Linked DNA regions of Sus scrofa: region 2 is linked to region 1. A link is a contact called in public Hi-C data. All regions are on one chromosome and are shown on one strand. Each heading gives the region's core, a stretch centred on a gene start, on an enhancer-like site or on the middle of the called end of the contact. The rest is flanking DNA. Distances are from core to core; before and after follow the strand shown.

Region 1 (5,501 bases), core at 79-2,578:
TTTGGACTTCGCTATCACTGGATAAGGATGTTTGCAATTCACTAGGCTTCCTCTGCTCCTGACAGTTGGGCTGTGTGTTTAATGGCCCAGTGACTTCAAGGGCTTATAAAAGAACCCTCACCAAGACCAACTGACCCCAGATGAGAACACGGTTATGTTTAAGGTCTAGGACTTTATTTGGTGGCAGCAGGAAGTAACTTTGAGTATTTACAAATGCAAGAGAGTTCTCTGCAGCTTGGGAACATTGATGCAGTCTCGGAAGGGGGAGAACTTACCCTGATGTGGGTTGGTCTTGTATAAGCACCGCCATTTATTACATGTGTGTTTATCCAGCTCTGTATGCATATGAGTCCTTTAACCCTCATCCTATGAGATAAGCATTACTATGTCTTTAATGAGTGAGGAAGGTGAGGTACAAAGAGCCAAGTTACAGCTTGCCTCGTCGGTGATTCTGTTATTTATCCCCGATATGAAATGAGTTTGGTTCAGTATGGTTAAAGGGAGATGCGGTGCTGTGGTTTCTTGTCACAGAAGGGTCATGCAGCATCATCACGGTGCAGGGAGAAGTTCAGACAAGCAACAGTTTTATCTCACTATAGAGCACATCCATTGCCATCAGCGTAACATGATAAAGCATTGCAATGTCATCAGCATTACAGGACAGGTTTTCAGTCCCCCACTTGTGCCCCCTGTGGACCACCTCAACTTTAGAAAACCGTGATCACTACTATCTCCATCACCCAAACATTTCGGGGGAGGCACACGTTTCTGAGCGTGTAACACATTCATCCTTGTTTCTTCAAGGCCCGCTTGGCGTCGATGGTCCAGGAGCGGGAGGGGTTAGGAGTGGAGCGGACGGAACTTGGGCCAGCGGGTCTCGCCAGTCAGAATGGGAGTCGGGGGAGGACTCGAATTCTCAAGCCCGGAGCAAGCTCTTCACCCGCCAGTGTCCCTGCTGCCGCGCGGGTAAAACGGGTAGAGGTTTGCAGAGGGCGCACCTCGCGACCCCGGCTCTCCATCCGGACATCTAAAGGCCCCGTGTACGAGCTTGCTGGCCGTTCCGCCAGGGCTGTCCTCCGTAGGCCCGGCGCAGCCGCTGTCGCGGCCCATGCAGATGCCCTGAGCGCTTATCCTAAAGGCCAGCGCATCCCACACGGAACGCTTCCGACTAGGGCCCTGCCGGCCGATCACGCCCCTGCGCCTCCCGCTCCCTCTCCCGCTGCGGGCCGCAAATGTCGCGAGATCTTCGCTCGTCCTCCCGGCCGGAGCCCCGCGGCCCTCCGCGTCCTGAGCGCGCACGCAGGGCACGCACGGCCGGCAGAGCCCGCGCTCCGGGCCGTCCGTCTCCCCGCCCCGATCGCGCAGTCTCGCGAGCGTTGGGAGTAAACAGCCCCGAATGGAGACTCGAGGCGTGTTCACCGCGGAGGCGCCGTTATCTCGGGCCCGACGGACCCGAGCCTGAGGCGGCCGCAGGTACGTCAGGCGGCTCGCTCTCCGGAGCCGCCGCTCCTCCCGACCCACGGGGCCGCCGGCGCGCTCCGGCGTGCACGCCGCGCTGGAGGCCCGGGGGCCGGGGTCTACGCGGGCGGGGGCGGCGGGCGGCGGCGGGGCCTCCTGCGGCCCTGGAGCCTCCGGGCGCGGACAGGGAGGCGGTACGGGGCGGTGCGGGGCGGAGTGAGGCCGGGCGGCGGAACGCGCCGGGGCACCGCGTGCAAGCCCGCAGGAGCCGCGCGGTCCCCGCCGCTGGCCCCGGCCGGTGTCCCCGCCTGGCCCCTCCGTGTTCGCCCTGGTGGCTTGCTCCGTCTCACCATTTTCTTCATCTGAAATGAGCTTTGCCAGAGTGAAACCGTGTGCCTGGCTCTGGCCCTCAGCCCCCGAACAGACGGCAGTTCTCGGTCTGTTCCCAGAGGGGAGCTGCTGGCCGGTCTCAAGTGGCCTGGGTTCTCTGCCCGGTCTCCGTCTGTACACCCTGCTCCACTGGTTTTCACAAACGCGAGGCAAGAAGCTCCAGAGCAAGTGGGGCCGGTGGGACTCTGGTTTACGCTCAGGAGCAGCACGCCGTTCACACCTGTAGAGTCTTCACATCCTGCCTTGCCCTGTCCTGAGTGTGCTGCCCGAGACGGTTATCCAGTCTGCATATTGTCATTAAGGTCTTTGCCCCTTGACGTTTTTTGCTGAGAGCCCCTGCGACTTTTGGCCTAGTCGCCTATTGAATTGAATTTGCAAATTACACTAAATATTTACAGTTACTTTAGACTCTGAAGGACACTTCCAAGTGAGAGAGAATGGTTTAACATCTCAGAGTTGAACTCTGACGTTTCCTATGGCCCTTTAGTCTTAAACGGTGCTGGCGAGGAGCGCTCACACTTCAGGGTCTGAGGTTGCCTAGGTGCACAAGGGAGGGGTGTGGCGAACAGTGGTTCTTCCCACCTTTTTAATCTGCGACACTCATTTTATATATATATATATATATATATATATTTCAATGTGAGAGCTTTGTTAAGGTCACATTTACAGAGCATGAAGTTCACCTGTTTTAAATGTGTTTAATCAGTATTTGGCTTTTGTTGTTCTAGTAAATTTGCAGAGTGGTGCAATCATGACAGCCCAGTTTTAGAACCTTTCAGTCATCCTCCAACGATCCCTGGTGCCCATTTGCCATCACTACCTATTTCTAATCCCAGCTCTAAGCAACCACCGCTCTACCTTCCGTTTCCTTATTTGTCTTTTCTGAATGTTTCGTATATTCAGGCAGAATCATGTGTGGCTGTTGTGTCTGGCTTCTTTTATTTCATATACTTTTTTTTCTTTCTTTTTTTTTTTTTTTTTTGCCTTTTTGCCGTTTTCTTGGGCCGCTCCCGCGGCATATGGAGGTTCCCAGGCTAGGGGTCGCATCAGAGCTGTAGCCACGGGCCTACGCCACAGCCACAGCAACACTGGATCTGAGCTGCGTCTGCGACCGTGTAGGTCACAGCTCATGGCAACGCCAGATCCTTAACCCACTGAGCAAGGCCAGGGATCGAACCTACAACCTCATGGTTCCTAGTCGGATTTGTTAACCAGAGCCACGACGGGAACTCCTCATATACTGTTTTCAAAGTTCGTGTATTAATACTTCATCCCTTTTTTTAAATTGAAGTATACTTAATTTACGTTGTGTTTCAGGTATACAGCGAAGTGATTCAGGTATACACGTGCATATGTGTTTTTTTTTCAGATTCTTTTCCATTACAGGTTATTCCAAGATACCGAATGTAGCTCCTTGTGCTGTACAGTAGGACCTTGGTTATCTCTTTTATACGTAGTAGTGTGTATTTGTTAACCCCAAACTCCTAATTTATACCTTTTTCCAATACTTTTTTCCTTTTTATGGCCCGGTAACCTGGTGTAGGGATGTAATACATTTTGATTATCCATCATGCACTGCACTTTTTGGAAATAAAATTTTGTGTTCCCAGGCCCGATGCTGTTGACCTCTTTGTTGGAAGTGGTGGTGGCGTCAGCAGCCAGCCGGGACTTGTGACTGTAAGGTGTATCCATTGCACTCCCCGGGTATCCCTTATCATCGAGAGTTGCTTGTGTTTATGAAAGAGAAGTTCTAGTTTAGTACTTGGAGAGCCTTCGGCGCATCCAGCGGGCTCCAGCAGGTTCTCTTGGAGGAGTCAAGAGCTTTTCAGCACATCCTTTCCGTCGGCATGTTCTTTGATCGCATTTTCTATCAGCCTGATGGGAGATCGTTTTTGTCTCGCCCGCTGCCGCTGTCCTTTCTGTGGCAGTCACAATAAGTGCCACAGGTAATTAGATGCTGCGGGCCTGGGCAAACTGCACGTGGCTCCTAGTGTAGTGCTGTAAGTGGGATTGGGGTGGGCATTTGCATCTGCCTCTTTACCCCAGGAGAGAGTGAAGATACGGGGTATATTTAATGGGGAAAACTTGGTAACTCCAGCCCTTGGTGACTTGGAGTATTAAGAACAGGGGCCTAAACCTTGGTCTCCGTGTCTGGCGTGAGGCAGGTTAGAGGGGGTTGTGAAAGAGACCGAAGCGGACTTCCTCCTCCCCGCGGCCTAATCAGGTTTGACATGCTGCAGACATCTGTTAACTAGGTTTATTCATCTTAACAGTGCCTGTGTGCTTAGCAAAACGAGTGTAAAGTGAGGGAAGAACCAGCCTCATACGTGGCTGGCCAGTCAGTACTGGATGGCGAAGGGTAAAGAGAACGAGACTGGAGCAGTGTCTGTGAAAAGCAGAGGCAGGAGAAAACAGTGTAAAGTCTCTTGACTCTTGGTGCTGAATTTCTTGTGTTTTTTTCCCCTGCAAAACCTACTACTCGGAGTTCCCACTCTGGCACAATGAGATTGGTGGCATCTCCATAGCGCTAGGATGCAGTTTGGATCCAGCCTGGCACAGTGGCTAAAAGGGTCTGGTGTTGCCGCAGCTGCGGCGTACGTCAAAACTGTGGCTCAGATCTGATCCCTGGCCACAGGAACTCCATATGCCGCAGGGGTGGCCAAGACAAAAGAAAAACAAACAAAAAAAAATGTGCTGATGGACAGAATGTGCCAGAATGAAGGGTTCAGTCAGGCTTAAGATACACCTTTATTTTAAGATAGTGTGGTCTGGCAGCTCTTGAATGTTAGCCTATTAAACAGTGGTAATACAGCCAAGTATGCAGTTAGTTACGAAAGTGGTACTTCTGCAGCCAAATTTTAATTGAATTGAATGGTGTCCTTTCGTGGCCTCAACACAATTCGTTCTTTTCTGGATCTGTTTGAGTAGAGGGTTGTTAAGGCACATCTGTGTAATTAGATGACCATCAGGTGATGCAAGTCGTTTCCTCTCACCTGAGTCATGTTCTTTAATTATTTGCAAAGGGCAGTTCCCGTTGTTGCGCAGTGGTTAACGAATCCAACTAGGTACCATGAGGTTGCGGGTTCCATCCCTGGCCTTGCTCAGTGGGTTAAGGATCCGGCGTTGCTGTGAGCTGTGGTGTAGGTTGCAGACGCTGCTCGGATCCCGCGTTGCTGTGGCTCTGGAGTAGCCCGGTGGCTACGGCTCCGGTTAGACCCCTTGCCTGGGAACCTCCGTATACCACGGGAGCGGCCCTAGAAAAGGCAAAAAGACCAAAAAAAAAAAAAAAAAATTATTTGCCAAGAAATAATTTCAGATGCACTTTAGTTATATCCAGTGATGCTCATTTAATGCAAAGGGGGAGTGTCTCAGAGCTGCAAGGAACGTTAGCTGTCACTGGACCGGTGGCTTTGCCCAACTGGTCCACCTCCTCTGCTGTCTTCCGTTTATACAGGGGTCTTATTGAATCTTATTCCTGGCATTGTATTATTTGAGCTGTTAATTTTATATTTAGTATTTAATGTCAAATATTTTTGATTGCATCTGTATTAGAGGCATTACTATACTTATTTATGAAAAATCCATTTTGTAAATACTATCTTCAGGGTGTACTTTTCTATGGAAAGATAACCGGGTCTTCTACATAAAGAATT
Region 2 (5,692 bases), core at 2,377-4,876, 150 kb after region 1:
CATTAAAAACTCATTCAAATTCACACACAAATGAGCTTTAAAAGGAATGGGAATGATCGCACCTTGGAAGGATGTTTCTTTGGAATTTGTGGCATTGCTGGTTCCAGGGTTGTGAAAGCTTAAAGCTGCTCTAAGACTCGGGACAGCTGCGGGGCTACATTTATTGAGCATGCCTGGTGGCTTTTTTGCTCATTTCACTTTAATGACAACCCTCCCATCCCTTTTGCCCAGAGGGAAGGACCCGGGTCAGGAGGGAGCAGGTGTCTTTCTCAGGAATGTCGGGAGGCCACGCCCCCAAGCCCAACTCCTGCCCCGAGATACCTGGCGGAGGAACACTGTACGACAGGGGAGGATGAGAGGCTGCTCCCTCAGCCCCAGTGCCACCTGCCATTAGTCACCAGGATGAGCCCTCACCTCCCTCCGGAGCCTCCCGCATCTGGTTCCCCGGACCCCTGGGACCCCACTCCGCATTCCCGGCACCCTCAACCCTCCTGCGAGACGCCAGGTCCCAGGTGCCTGGGGGCTCTGCCGCCTGAGAGCAGGAGAGGCGAGGACCGAGGCCAGTACCCAGTCTGCCAGCGGGACCCAGTGGCCTCGGGCGCCGGGCAGCCTGCCCAGGCTGGCCACACCTCTCTTTCCTACCAAGAGCAGCGTCACGTGGGCTGGGGTGTACTCGAGCAGGGCAGCGGAGGGTGCCGGGCACCTGGAGATGCGCATGGCCAGGACGGGTGGAGGAGGGACCGGGGTGGGAGGGCGACCGTGCCGGCCGGGGGAGCCAGTGGGCCGCCCCCAAGACCGCCTGGGGGCCTCCTGCCTGGCTCCCGGCCCCTGCCGTGATGGGCCACCTTCTCCCGCCCCCATGCCTCGCCCGGGCCACTCACCTTATTAGGGGGATCGAGGACACCGGGGAGCTTGGCTGAGTCAGGCACTAGGAGAACCAGGGGTCACGGCGAGGGCCGAGGGAGCAGGACGCTCAGTACCCCGTGGGGATCCAAGAGGCTGTAGGAGGCTGGGAAGCCAGGGTATTTCAGGGCCTGGGAAGAGGCGGGCGGTGGGCGGGGCCAGAAAATCACTTTCATAAGCGTGAGTCAGCAGGGGCTCCTGGATGAATGAACTTGCCCTTCTGGAAGGCAGGAGGTCACGTTGCCAGCCCTGGGGACGGACTTAAAGCGCCCTCCGCCCCCACCGCCACCCCAGGCAGGGGCCCGTGGGTGGCCCCGCTGAGCCTTTCCCCTTCTGGAGGCGGGACCGTCCTGCCCAGCACGCAATCAAGGCGGCCCCTTGAAGTGGAGAAAGAAGTCCCGGCCCTCATTCCATCTGGTTCTACAGGTGTCTCCCCTCTCTACCGGCCCCCGCCCCCCCATAACATGCCCCCTGATCCCAGCTCAGCCACTTCCGGAGCAGCCTGCCTCAGTTTCCTCATCTGAAAAATGGGCTACGGGCGTACGTTACAGCTTCCTCTCCTGGGTGGATGTGGTTTCGATGATGTGGTTCTTGGTGACCAAGTCTAAAACATGAAGCCTGCTCCCTGGTTCCTGTCTTTGCGCCGTTAATTTTCCTCTCTAGCGTGTGGCAATGCGCACCGCGCCTGGTGCCATTTCTTATTATTTTATTGTCGCTCTCTCCCTATACCAGGGTTCTGGGTGGCCGGGAAGTGTAGGTGTGTCTGCTTTAGTCCGTGTCTGCGACAGCGCTGGGCACATAGTAGGTCCTCAGGAAGGAAAGGAAAGGAGGGCGCTTGGTCGGTCCTCCGCCCCTAAACCTCCGTGCCTTTTAAGCTGTTACTTCAATATGGATGTGACTGTCCCTCCCAGGCTCCTCTCTTGCCTGGGGACTTACTTCCTGCCAGCCCTGCCTTGTGGCTGGTGGGGGCGGGGCGGGGCAGGGCGAGGCGGGGGCTGGGGGCAGTTGCTAGGAGCGGTCCCATCAGGGCCAGGACGAGGGTGAGGCCAGCGAGACATTCACCTTGTGTGCAAAACTTAAGGAGATGCCCAAAACACCGTGACCAAGAAAACAATATTTTGATGCAAATGAGAAAAAAAAAATGAATGGCAAAAATCCAAGATATAAGCATGTTACCATTTCAAAGGTGGGATCCATAACCATGCCACGCAGAGCTGGACTAGAGCCTGATGCAAAAAGAAAAATCAGAATACTGAAGCTGTCTTGATTTAAAACTTTGATATTTTGTTCATCCTGGATTTGGGGCATTTTGATTTTTAAAAACATTATATGAACACACTAAGGGCCTTGATTAGGGAGTGTTTTGCTGCCCCTTGCAGTTTGTGCCCGAGGTGATGTCTGTCTCCTAGTTCTGGCCCTGGTGGCCCCAGGGCACAAGGGCCCTGTCCCAGAATATGCACGGGAGGGCGGGGACCTGGCCTGACTGCAGGGCCCCTTGAGGAACAGGGGGTGGGGCCCTGGCCAAAGGTGGCTCTGAAGATGCGAGAGCTGCTGGGACCTGGAGTTGGGGGTGGGGGAGGCTGAAAGGCTGGTGACAAGGGTTTGGGGGCAGTATGAGGAGCTAGGGTGAGGAGGGAGACCCTGGGGCACCCAGCCCCACCAATCAGGTGACTGGTCCAGACTGGGCTTCGCCCAGCGTGGCATAGTGAGCAAGGGCTGCTTTGGGGGCTGGATAGGCTTGGGCGAGTCACTGCCCTCCCAGGGCCTCCCTTAACCCAGGAGAGACAGCACTCATAGCACTTTCCTCCTGAGGTCCTAGGCAGCCCTATGACTGTTTCACAACATGCAGGTGCCAGCAGGAAGCCTATTGCTGGGGGCGGGGGGGCTCAGCTCCCTGGCTGGCTTCAAGCTGTGCTGCAGGTGTGCTGTGTGACCTTGGGCCGTTGGCATACCTCTCTGGGCCTCTGGGCCAGTCACAGCCTTATTACCAAAGCTTCCTGACGCTCTGAGGTGCACCCTGCGACAGACCAGGACCTAGCCGGGGGTTTGCACATACACACCCGGAGCAGCTGGGGAGCGTGGCTGCCCGGGGATGTCTCTCTGGCGCAGGTGTAGCTTTCCCAGCTGCGCCCCCCACCCCGACTGTCTCCACTTCCTGGTTGTGGGGTGGGGGGAGTTTGCAAACTGAGGCACAGACACTCTAGGAGCTCATGGAGCGGGGCGAGGCTGAGGCTCAGAGTGGGAGGAAGAGCCTGGAAGGAGATGGGCTTCAGGGACCCTCATTTCTGAAGCGGGCCGGTCCTTCTTCCCACCCTGCGCCACCGCCCCCATCGGCCCTGACCCCTTTTCTCGATTTGGAAAAGTTGCTGATACGGGAGAATCGTGGGCGAGATATGGACTTTCTTCCCCCTCGCTTGTTTACCTGACAGCTGATTATCAGAAATAAAATGTGTTGAGTGGCTTCCAGAAAGCTCGACTGAGACAGAGACCGATAATGTCACAGGCAGACCCAGGGGTTAAGGTTAGAGGCGCCACAGGGAGACAAGGAGCGAGATGGGTCTTTGCAGGTAATTCTGGGGGACCGGCTCTCGTGGGCTCCACCAGGTACCTTGACTCCTCTAGACCTGGCCTGTCTCCTTCTCTGCCATGACTTCACATAGCTGTTCAGCCCCTGAAGTGTGAGCCTGAAAGTAGGGTTGCAGGTGCAGGAAAAAAAAAAAAAAAAAAAAAGGCACCCGGTAACTTTGAATTTCAGGTAATCAAGGAATAAACTTTGAGTGTGTCCCACCCAATATCTGGGATATACTTCTGCAAAAAAAAAAAAAATTATTTGCATTGTTTATCTGAAATTCAAAGTCACCTGGGCAGCCCATATTTTATTTGGCAAATCTAGCTGTAAGTGCAAAATGTACATCAGCTCTCAAACGGTTATGAAGACCAAAAACACGCCCCAAATAAAAGGTAAAATGGCTCAATAAATCTGATATGGATCCCACATTGAGATGAAAATCATGAACATATTTTGGACATCCTGGATTAAGCGAGACACATGATTAAAATTACCTTGCCCACCGCTTTGTTTAATGAGGTTATTGGAAAAGTCACAGTTACACAAGCAGTGGTCGCTGGGCTTTGGTGGGATGCTGGCACCTGCTGCTTGTGCAAACTGGAACATTCCTGGGTTTAGCATCGAAAGCCCCGCCAGGTTCCAGGAACCCTTTACTCCTGGGGAAACCAGGAAGGCTGGTCACCCAGGGGCACTGCAAGCTCCTAAGAGCCATCCTTCTGAGGCTCAGTTTTCCCTCCTGGGCACTGTACTGCCCATGTGTGGCTGGCAAGGTGGTAACAGCTGGTCCTGACAGCAGCCCATGCTTGGTGTACAGCCCCCGCCCCTAGGGGTCTCAAACCTCTCCAGGTGCTCAGGAGCTGGGGAACCAGTGGAGGGGAGGCAGGAGTAGCCTCAGGGCGCTTCCCTGGGGGTCCCGGCATTGAGACAGATCGCCCTGCCCCATATGAAACCTCCCTCCCTCCCTCAGAAATCCCAGGACTGACCACAGGGGCAGCTCGAAGTCCCTCCTCATCCCTCTCCTCTGTGGCGGCCCCCACGGCTCTGCCATGTGCTGGGCACCTCCAGGTGCTGGGCACTGTGGACAGAAGTTTCTTTACATGAAGCTGGCGCTCTGAGATGCCAATCTTGGGCCTGAGGTCACACAGCATGGGTGTCAGGACTGGGGCTTGAACTGGGGCTGCGACCACAGAGCCTGGGTGCCTCTGGGAGAAAGGCTGACAGCCAAGGAAAGGAGAGTGCCTACTTCCTGTCTCGGCCCAAAGGTGCAGGCACGGAGTTCTCCTGAAGACCCCGCCTAGCTCCACAGCTGCCCCCTTTAAAAGGTGCCCGCATTGCATGGCGTTTTGGGGATCCATGCACTGGACCTGTTAAGCATCCGGTGAGCAAGGCGTGGTGTTCTTATCCTCCCATTCCACAGGCAGGGAAACTGAGGCCCTGAGAATGTGAGAAGTGGCCCCGAGTCCCTGCAGGTGGCAGAGCTGAGGCCGGGACTGGGTTCTGCCTGGTGCCCTGGCAGGACAAGAGCGGGCCTGTCCAGCGCGTGACAGGAGAACTAATATTTGCCCTCCCCGTTTACAGAGCCCCGTCACCCCCCCTTATCTCACCCATTCACTCCCCCAACCCACAGAGGTGGGCAAATATTTTCAATAAGTTCAGTTTACAGATGAAGAAACCCAGAGAGACTTGCCCAAGGCCACTGGGCAATGAAGTCGGGGGTGGGGGACATTCAGACTTCACTCTGTGTGGTGCCAGAGCCAGCTGCCAGGGGTCAGCGCAGGTTCATGCCCAGGTAGTGAGCATAGACCCCCCCTGGGGGGGGGGAACGTGTCCAAGTTGGGGGAGCCTGTGCTCCCCCCCCAACCCCCACACGGAGGGAACGGGGCTCTCCTGCCCCAGGGAGGAGCATCTGCCCGGGGCTGAGCCTGGGGTCTCCAGACACAGTCTCTGCTTCCCTCCTCTTCTTTTCCTTAAGAGCCAGGGGGAACGTTCTGGCAGGAGAATGAATGTGTCTGCGCAACAGTGAGGGTGTGAAAGGCCTCCACTTTCAAGTCAGACCAATCAGGATTCTGGCTCCATCCCTCTCAGCTGTGTGACTTTGGGCGAGTGACTTAACCTCTCTGAACTTCTGTTTCCTCGTCTGGGAGCTGTGGATTATAGGCAGAGCAGTGCTTCTCATCCCAGCTGTACCTCAGAATCCTTTCCAGGCTGGCAGGTGGATTT

Evidence for each region. Hi-C and Micro-C count contacts between places; a contact is called where the count stands out from the background.
Region 2: a Hi-C map of liver shows a contact between it and region 1, with 9 times the contacts expected there. The contact joins the promoter of OSGIN1 here to the promoter of MBTPS1 in region 1. A contact is called at or near these places in 2 of 5 promoter capture datasets (fetal skeletal muscle and liver), 4 of 47 Hi-C or Micro-C datasets (epiblast stem cells, liver and skeletal muscle) and 2 of 2 datasets of contacts at active chromatin or transcription factors (alveolar macrophages and skeletal muscle).

What each region holds. Positions count from the first base shown.
Region 1 is chr6:4,502,202-4,507,702 of Sscrofa11.1, forward strand. MBTPS1 (membrane-bound transcription factor site-1 protease) reads left to right here and starts at 1,329. Exons shown (of 23, transcript XM_005664321.3): 1 at 1,329-1,473.
Region 2 is chr6:4,652,487-4,658,178 of Sscrofa11.1, forward strand. OSGIN1 (oxidative stress-induced growth inhibitor 1) reads right to left here and starts at 3,627. Exons shown (of 6, transcript XM_021093739.1): 1 at 882-3,627. It overlaps LOC110260905 (a long non-coding RNA gene), which reads left to right and starts at 3,709. Exons shown (of 2, transcript XR_002344480.1): 1 at 3,709-5,692.